Regions from separate parts of the Mus musculus genome. Here region 2 is linked to region 1. The links are chromatin contacts, called in public Hi-C maps. All regions are on one chromosome and are shown on one strand. The core of a region is the stretch at or near the end of the contact, and the rest is flanking DNA. Distances in the headings are between cores, read along the strand shown. Region 1 has its middle 170 kb from the start of Dpy19l1. Region 2 holds the start of Dpy19l1 (dpy-19-like 1 (C. elegans)).

Region 1 (4,086 bases), core at 1,108-3,607:
TTCTAGATATAGACAATGTAGAAAAGTTTAATTGTGGGTGAAGTAAATAATTTAATATACCCTTAACATTGAATAAGATAAAAGCAATAATTAAAAGTCTCCCAACTAAAAAACTCCAAAGGCAGATGGATTCACTGTAGTTGTACCAGACCTTCAAAGAACAAAAACACTCCGCAAACAATTTCACAAAATATAAAACAAACATTTTCAAATTCCTTTTATTAAATCTTTTTATAAAATTCCTTTCATCAAACTGATACCAAAACCAAGATCCAACAAGTAAATAAAATTAGAGTGTAGTAGTTCTAGTTAGCATAGCTGCAAAAGTATAAATAAAATAGTTACAAGCCATATTCAAAGAAACATAAAAAATATCATATATCACAATCAAGCCAGCTTCATCTCAGACATGCAAGGATCATTCAAAGTATGTAACACAAAAGTTGTAAAGCACTGCAAAAATAGACCAGGACAGTCTATTTATGAAACTACACAATCATTCTATTAATCTCATTATATGTACAGAAGTCTTTTAGAAAAATCCAACATCCACTCATGATAAAAGTCCTGGAGAATTTAGGGAAATAGGGGACATATCCCAACATCATAAAGACAATATACAGGAAGCCCACTGTCAACACCAACATAAATCAAAAAAAAAAAAAAACTTGAAGCATTTGCACTAAAATAAGACTTAAAATAAAGATGTTCAGCATAGTGTCCCAAGTCTTACATAGAGCAATAAGAGAAGAAGGTAAAGAAGTTAAAGGGCTACCCACATCAAAGGGAGAAATCCAAATATCTTTATTTGCATATGATATGTTTGTATACATAAAAAAACCCTGGAGACTCCACTAGAAATCTAATCCATATAACTAATAAATACAACTAGCAAAGTAGCAGGATATAGAATTAACAGAAAAACAGTAGCCTTCATATACACTATAAAGAAAGGAAAATCACAATGGGAAAGAAATGGAAGAAACATTCACAAGTGCCTCAGAAAAAGAAGAAAAAACAGCTTAGAGAAAAGAGATTTTCTCTAGGAAAGAGAAAAGGGAGAGAAAGCCTTGCACAGTGAAAACCTTAATACCCTGAAAAATAAGGTGAAGAAGACATCATGAAATGATGGAAAGAACCCTTGCTCATGGATCAGTAGGTAGAATGGTCATTCTACCAAGAGAATATACAAGTTCAATGCAATCCCTATCAAAATGCCAGTACAATATTTCATAGAAGGTAAAAAATAATCTTAAATTTTATATGGAAATATGAAATACTAGACAATCCAGAAAAATACTAAACAATTTTTAAGAAGAATAATTAGATGTGTCAAGAACCTTTCCAGATTTCAAATTATAATATAGAGTTCTTGTAATAAAAACAGCATGGTACTGGCATAAAACCAGACTCATTGATTAATAGAGTAGAAGTGAGACCACACACATAAGCCCACACTTCCATAGTCACCTGACTTTTTTACAAAGTGGTCACTAATACACATTTGAAGAAAGACTTCTTCAACAAATTGTGCTAGTCAAACTGGATTGCTACATATGAAAGAATGAAACCACATTCTTATTTCTCACCCTACATAAAATTCTATCCCAAATGGACCAAGGCATATTCTATATGACAGAAAATACCCTGAATCTTATTAAAATAAAGAAAAAAGAAGAGAAGAGAAGAGAAGAGGAGAGGAGAGGAGAGGAGAGGAGAGGAGAGGAGAGGAGAGGAGAGGAGAGGAGAGGAGAGGAGAGAAGAGAAGAGAAGAGAAGAGAAGAGAAGAGAAGAGAAGAGAAGAGAAGAGAAGAGATGAAAACGTACTAGAGAATAAACTTAAATTCATTGACACAAGAAAGGACTTTCTATGGGACCCAGGTGGTATAAGCATAAAGACCAACAATCATGAAATTAGAAAACTTCTGTACAAGAAAGGACACCATTATTTCAGGAAAGAGGCAGACTATCAGATGGGAAAAAGTCTTTACCAACTGTACATCTGACATAGTGTTATCTAAAATATACAAAGAATTTAACTCTAAACATCAAAAACAAGCAACCCATTTAAAAATTAGGGCATAAAACTAAACAGAGTCCTCAAAATGAATATAAATAAACGAGAAACTTTTTTTATACCCAACATCTTTCACCATCAGAGAAATGCAAATTAAAACTACTTTGAGATTTCACCTTACCCTGTTCAAATTGGATAGATCAAAAAAACTAAGTGGCAAGAGATACTGGTCTGAGTGTGGGGGAAGGGAAATGTTTTTTCACTGATGGTGGGTGTGCCAACTAGTACAGCCAGGAAACCAGTGCCAGCAGGAAATCAGTGTTGAGGTTTCTTCAAAAGCTGTAGACATACCACATAACGCAGTTATGCTCTTGGGCTCTTTATCCTGTTATAGAGATGCCTGCTCACTCATATTCACTGCTTCTCTATTCACTACCAGGAGAAAATGGAAATAACTCAGTTTCCATCAATGTACAAATGGATGAAAATGTGCTACCTTTACACAATAGATATGATTTAGCTCTCAAAAAATGAAATTATGAAATTCACAGGTGAATGGATAAAACTGAATATAGCGAATAATAATTCTGAGAGAGGCAACCCAAAACAAAAGGGTAAACATTGCATATTGCTTGTTTTCTCTCATTTGTGGATGTTAGCTATGAATCTCCAGACATATGTCTTTCATTTAAAATACATGCAGAGGCCTAGAAATTTTTTAAATGTCATGATTTTCAAAGGAAGGAAGACAGGACACAGTGGCCTAAAAAGTTAAAGGGAGCAACAAAATGGGAAGGGTTAAATTGGGGTAGGCAGGGTGAAGCATGGGCTATGGAAAGCAATAACTATCAAAACCAAACCAAACAAACAAACAAAAAACTTTTAAAAATTTTGTGGAGGGTCTGCTGCAGCCAGAAGAAAGACACCCAAGCTCCTCCCCACAGGGGTAACCTCAATGGGTGAATGTGTGAAGGATAGATGGGAAAGATGGAGTATGTGGTAGAGAAATGGAAGAGAAAGAGAAGCTGGGGGTTCATATACTGAAGAAAAGTGGAACAGGGGACTCTACAGTTGTGAGAAACAAGCAAATGTGAGGAGGCCATGGTGAGGTCCTGGCCTGAGCTGTCTCCAAGGACCATGTCTGGTTCCATGGTCCTGCTGCAGCTGGGATCTGTGTCAATGTCTGTGGCCCAAACTACCACCAAAGGCCAAGGACATGTCCATGGTCTGGACTGCCACCAAAGACCTTGTGGATGTCTGAGAACCAGGCTACTGCAGAGGGGGACAAGGTGCTGACCTGATTCACCTGCTCTGTCACCTGAGGCCATGAGGACATCAGACCCATGCTGCTGTGTCTGTGGTCCTATGGCAGCTGGAGTCTGTGTTGATGTCCCATGCCCATGTTACCAGCAAAGGCCATGCAGATGTTTCTGGTCTGGAATGCTGCTCGAGGCACTGTACTGAGCAACCCCACCTCCCACCTGCCCCCACACTCTGGAGAACTGTCCCTGTCCCTCACTGGCAGCATCATTTGGAAAAATAAACACTGCACCTTACCTGGGAAGCAAAGTACAGGTAGTCCTGGTAGCAAAGGCAAGGGTGAGACAATGCCGGTACTAGGGTTGTTGTTAGTGAGGTTCCATAGACTTCTGAACATTACAGGATATTACCATTCCCTTAGATACCTTCCAGAACTTGCTGGTAAGACCCTATTGCTGAAGACAACTCATACTTGAGTCACAGAACATAAAGAGACAAAGCTGGTACTGACCTGGAAGCTTCGTTTCTCCTGGCTGGTTTTCATAATGCTGGGTGGTGCTATGGATGGTACCACAGGGGGAAACTCATCATCACGCCTACTCAGCTATGAATTCTGCAAGCTAGTGTACTGAATGGCCTGGCCAGACATGTCCACTGGAACAACATAGCACAAAGTCACAAGAGTACAAAGTACATCTACTTTCTGGTTGGGTTTAAAGCCCACTTCATAGATTAGAACTCATACTTTGGCACTGATTTTTAGGCTAATAGCTTATAGCTAGGCAATTCACAGAACCTAGAAGAGAACC
Region 2 (4,086 bases), core at 1,120-3,619, 170 kb after region 1:
GTTCTAACATGTGCTGCTGTAATGGCACTCCAAGTTAGGAAATTTATTATAAAATACGAATAAAGCCATTTTATCACAGCTTAATATGTAGTTTTTAGAGTTGAGCAGCTATAAGTAATTCAAGCAACAAGTGACTAGCAAAACCTCTCACCATGTTAAGACCAAGGAGTTATTTTAAAAGTTCCACCCTGAGATGCAACTCTCACACACACCGGGGGATGAAATCAATCGGAGGAAATGTAGTTAGTTACACAGCCTACAAAAACATGGAAATTGCTGACCCTCTGCAGGGTCAGTGGCTTTCTGAGCTTCCACAACATGGTGGTACAAAAGAAATCACTATGGATACCGGCCTTGAGAGTACAGGGCCAGAACTGACCCAAGGACACCAGATCCTGATCCTTCAGCAGAGCCTTCATTCTCTCCAGGTGCTGTGTGGTCTCACAGCAGATGGCCAAGCGAGAAGACAGAGACTGTGGTGTTCCTCCTAACTCCCACCCTTGGTGACCTCTATCCAGGGTACACCTAAGACTACGGCCTGCCACATTCACTGTACTTCCACTCACAAAGTCAAAAAGAGCAAGTCAAGAGAAATGCTGCCCACCTGCATTGAACAAAACAGTATTTCTGCAAGGGCATTAGTAAACCCAAATATAAGCCATCCAGTATAAGCAAACCCAAAGGAACTGTACCACAAAACATGAAAAGAACAGGACCCTTTAAAATCTATTATTGTCTCTCCCTAAAATAAACAGTGTCATCCCTTACTCTACTACAGTTGCTGTTTGTACTAGCCGTTCACAAACGCTGGAGCTTTCTTCTGCCGTGGGATCAGAAATCAGGATTATGCATTTGCTTTTACATAGGAACTGATGCTGTAAAATGCTTTGGGTACAAACATGCATCACCCAAGGAGTTGGTATTGCTCTTCAGGACATCCCTGGGTAAGCAGGGCATGGGATAACTCCATATAACACAGAAGGAAGGCCCTCAAAGTGAGACTTAAACCAAAATCAAGCACTCTGCACCAGTGCTGAGTGCCTTCAACCTCAGCCACTGTACCACGCTGCCTCCCCAAGGTGGATTTAACCTGTACACTTGCCATGTTCTCAAGCTAGCTGCTGAAGGAGGGAATGATGAAAATAATGAATTTGCCAAATCTTGACCCAAGTATTTAAAAAAAAAAAATCCTAGTAACGATGCCAGCCTTCTTGAACCCACAAACACACAGCCATGACTGGCTTTCAATAACTATACAGCTGCAGAAGAGGCTGGCCCCACAGGAAGGCTGATTTTGCTGTATTGTCTGTCTAAACCCCAAACTTCAAGCACCCCAAACTCTTAGAGGTCATTAAGCAACAGGGAAAAGATAGTAAGAAAATATCACTACATAATTCAACAACTAAATCCCATCGTGGCAAAAATATCACAGAATCCTTATGAAGGGCTTGTTAAAATTAGGCCTATTAATCCAACTTCTATAAACTTGCCTTATCCGACAAAGTCACAGAAAACGAACCCAGAAGATAGTCCACACGTAAATGCCTCAACTTTATTTCTTCTAGGCACAAGTTACATCCCATCCATTTGGTGCATGGAAGAAGGTAAAGAGATGCCAGCAGGCAAGGTTAAAGCTTGGGCATCCAAAACACGACGCAGCCTGAAAAGTGACAGAACCACGAAGTGCCACCCTCAGTGTTTGCGGCCAAGAAGGGAAAAAGCACGCTAAAATTTAATTATAAGTTTGGCAACTTTCTAAGTCAGGAAACCTGGGTATTTCGAGCTCCAGGAATCGCTCGCATCACCAAGCAAACCATCCTCCGAAGTAGCGGCTGGGCCAGGGGTAAAGAGTGGACTGTGGATGCAGGCAGAATCCAGTCTCCTCGGCGCGGACCAGCCCGCCCGCGGCCAGCCGAGCAGCTGTTGATCTCGGGGCCATGTTTTTAAAAGCCCGGGCGGACCGCGGGGCAGAGGATGTGTGGAGCTGAGCCCCGGAAGGAGCGGGGAGGAGTAGGGAGGAGGCAGGAGCGTCCCGGGAAAAGTCAGAGAGGGCTGCTAACTGGCTCACCTAGCAGCAGCGTGCTCCAGGTCCGGCCGCGCCCGCGCCGCAGGCCCAGCGCCCAGTGCAGCCCGGCCGCCAGGCGGCCCGCGAGGCCGTCCGGGGCGGGCGCGGCGGTCCCTGCGCGGGGTCCCTTCCTGCCCGCCGCGCCCCTGCGCCCCGGCGACGGCGGCGTGCGCTCCGACCCCAGCTCCCCGGCGTCCACCTCGGATGCCCCGCTCAGTGGCGGCGGCGACGAGCGGGCCGACCGGGGCGGCCTGGGAGCCGCGTCCCGGTGCTTGCTCCGCGCCTGCAGGACCATCTTGGCATAGTCGCGCCCGCTAGCTGCGCGCGCCCGGACGGCGGCCGGGATCCGCGGACTGGCGGTCGCTCACTCTGGCCGGCGAGGGCGGGCCGGGAGGCGGGGACAGCGCGGGCCGTGTGGCCGCTGCCTACCGCGTGGCGGCCGAGAGGCGGCGCCGGACTCCCGCGCCTCCGCCGTTGCCGCTCTCGGGTTGCCAGGGCGACAACGGAACGCCGCGGGGCGGAGGCGGGGACAAACTGCGAGCGGCGCGGCCCCGCCCCTCCGGCGCGCGCGCCCGGGCGCGCTCCAGCGGCCAAGCGCGCACGCGCGGGCTACCAGCGGGGCGGGACCGGCGGCCAGGGGAGTAGCGTGGACGACCTCCCGGAAGCGGCAGTGCGCCCTCGGGAACCGGGGATCTGGCTGTGAGGCGGCGTGGCGCGGGGCGGGAACCTAGTGGCCACGGAACGGCGCCGTGGGTACACTCCGGGGTTTCTGTGCATTAGGCTTGTGCAAGAAACTAACGGGGTAAAAGTGTGACCTCGCCACTCAGAACAGCCAGGTTTCTGGTTCAAGGATGAGAAGCAGGGAGTGGACCGAGTATTCAAATAAGTGTCCGGTAGGTCGGAGCGAGGATGTAATCTGAAGGCCTGGGTAGGAACCCAAACTCAAGTCATAAATGAAAAGGGCCTGTCAGGGAAGGTTATCCACGTGTTACTTTTACCTCATGTATACTGAAAGTATGGAAACCGGCTAAAAGATGTGACACTTGAAAACGAATTTTCTCATAGCAGGATGTAGGAGTTAATGAAGAAGCCCAGGGAAAGAAAAAAGAAAAAAAAAAAAAAAGAATATGTTCCAAGTTAACCTTCCTTGCCTCCAGCCCATTGCTATTTGCACAAAGCCTTGGAGAATTGCAGCAGCGAGACTTATTTCTTGGCTCCTGTCCAAATGAGCTTGTTCCAAAAAGTCTGGATGCTGGAAATCAAGGCACATCGTTTCACTTTTCTCCACAGTAATTACAGGGGTTTCAGGAGGCTCTGGCTTCTATTGCTCACGACTTTATTAATATGAGCATTCATTAACTCAGGCACAAAGAATGGATTTTGTTAAAGGACTCACCGCTATATTACACTTTGTAAGTTTCCTGAGTTTGATTATTAAGTTATGTATTGAAAACAAGGAACAACTGTTTAAGACACCTCTATTTAAAAAAATGATTGACAGTGTCATACAGGGGCTTATATTGTGAAATAAGGTATCAGGTTGATAGAGTGTTATTTCTAGGGTTGATACTAAATTTATAACCTACCAGATTAAAAGAAATTTACTTCAGTGTCTGCCAAAGACAATAACAGTAATTTCATCACTAGCATACTTATTAATTAGAAGACACACGGAGCTACAGTATTGGATTGCTTGTCCCTGAGATGTGGGGCATGCTTCCCAATCAGTTTTTCCATGGAGTGTCACTGGTTATATCACCCACAATCCAGGGCAGTCCTTGGGCCCACCAGTAGTTGGCTAACACACAAAAAAACGAACTCTGTGGTTATGTTGTTTGTGGAGTTTTTGTTTTACTTTGACATTTTTGTTGTTGTTGTACTGATCTTTTGCTTGTTCCAGGTTTCATTTTTGTGCTTTTGAGTGGTATTTTAAAAAGATTTGGGAGGTAAGAAGTTGAATGATAGGGAGGTTCTGGGAAAAATTAGGGAGAGGAAAAATGATCAAAATATACTGTATGAGA

What was found. A called contact is a pair of places that touch in the nucleus more often than the background predicts.
Region 2: a contact with region 1 is called in a Hi-C map of CD8 T cells, with 3 times the contacts expected there. The contact joins the promoter of Dpy19l1 here to the enhancer-like site in region 1. A contact is called at or near these places in 3 of 39 promoter capture datasets (embryonic stem cells, liver and stem cell-derived epiblast-like cells), 9 of 484 Hi-C or Micro-C datasets (CD4 T cells, CD8 T cells, brain and 4 more), 2 of 115 datasets of contacts at active chromatin or transcription factors (memory CD8 T cells and neural progenitor cells) and 1 of 9 other capture datasets (adipose tissue).

The regions. Positions count from the first base shown.
Region 1 is chr9:24,329,549-24,333,634 of GRCm38.p6, forward strand. No RefSeq gene overlaps it. Among named protein-coding and RNA genes, the nearest start is that of Dpy19l1, 170 kb to the right of the region's middle. Within about 2 kb of position 2,358, at least 11 of the 459 cell types and tissues checked have an H3K27ac peak or open chromatin away from gene starts, as enhancers often do. A contact at or near this core is called in CD8 T cells and memory CD8 T cells, where this site is marked.
Region 2 is chr9:24,500,771-24,504,856 of GRCm38.p6, forward strand. Dpy19l1 (dpy-19-like 1 (C. elegans)) reads right to left here and starts at 2,370. Exons shown (of 23, transcript NM_001359948.1): 1 at 2,069-2,370. The coding sequence starts at 2,360. LOC115487153 (a long non-coding RNA gene) reads right to left here and starts at 1,763. Exons shown (of 2, transcript XR_003948106.1): 1 at 1-1,763.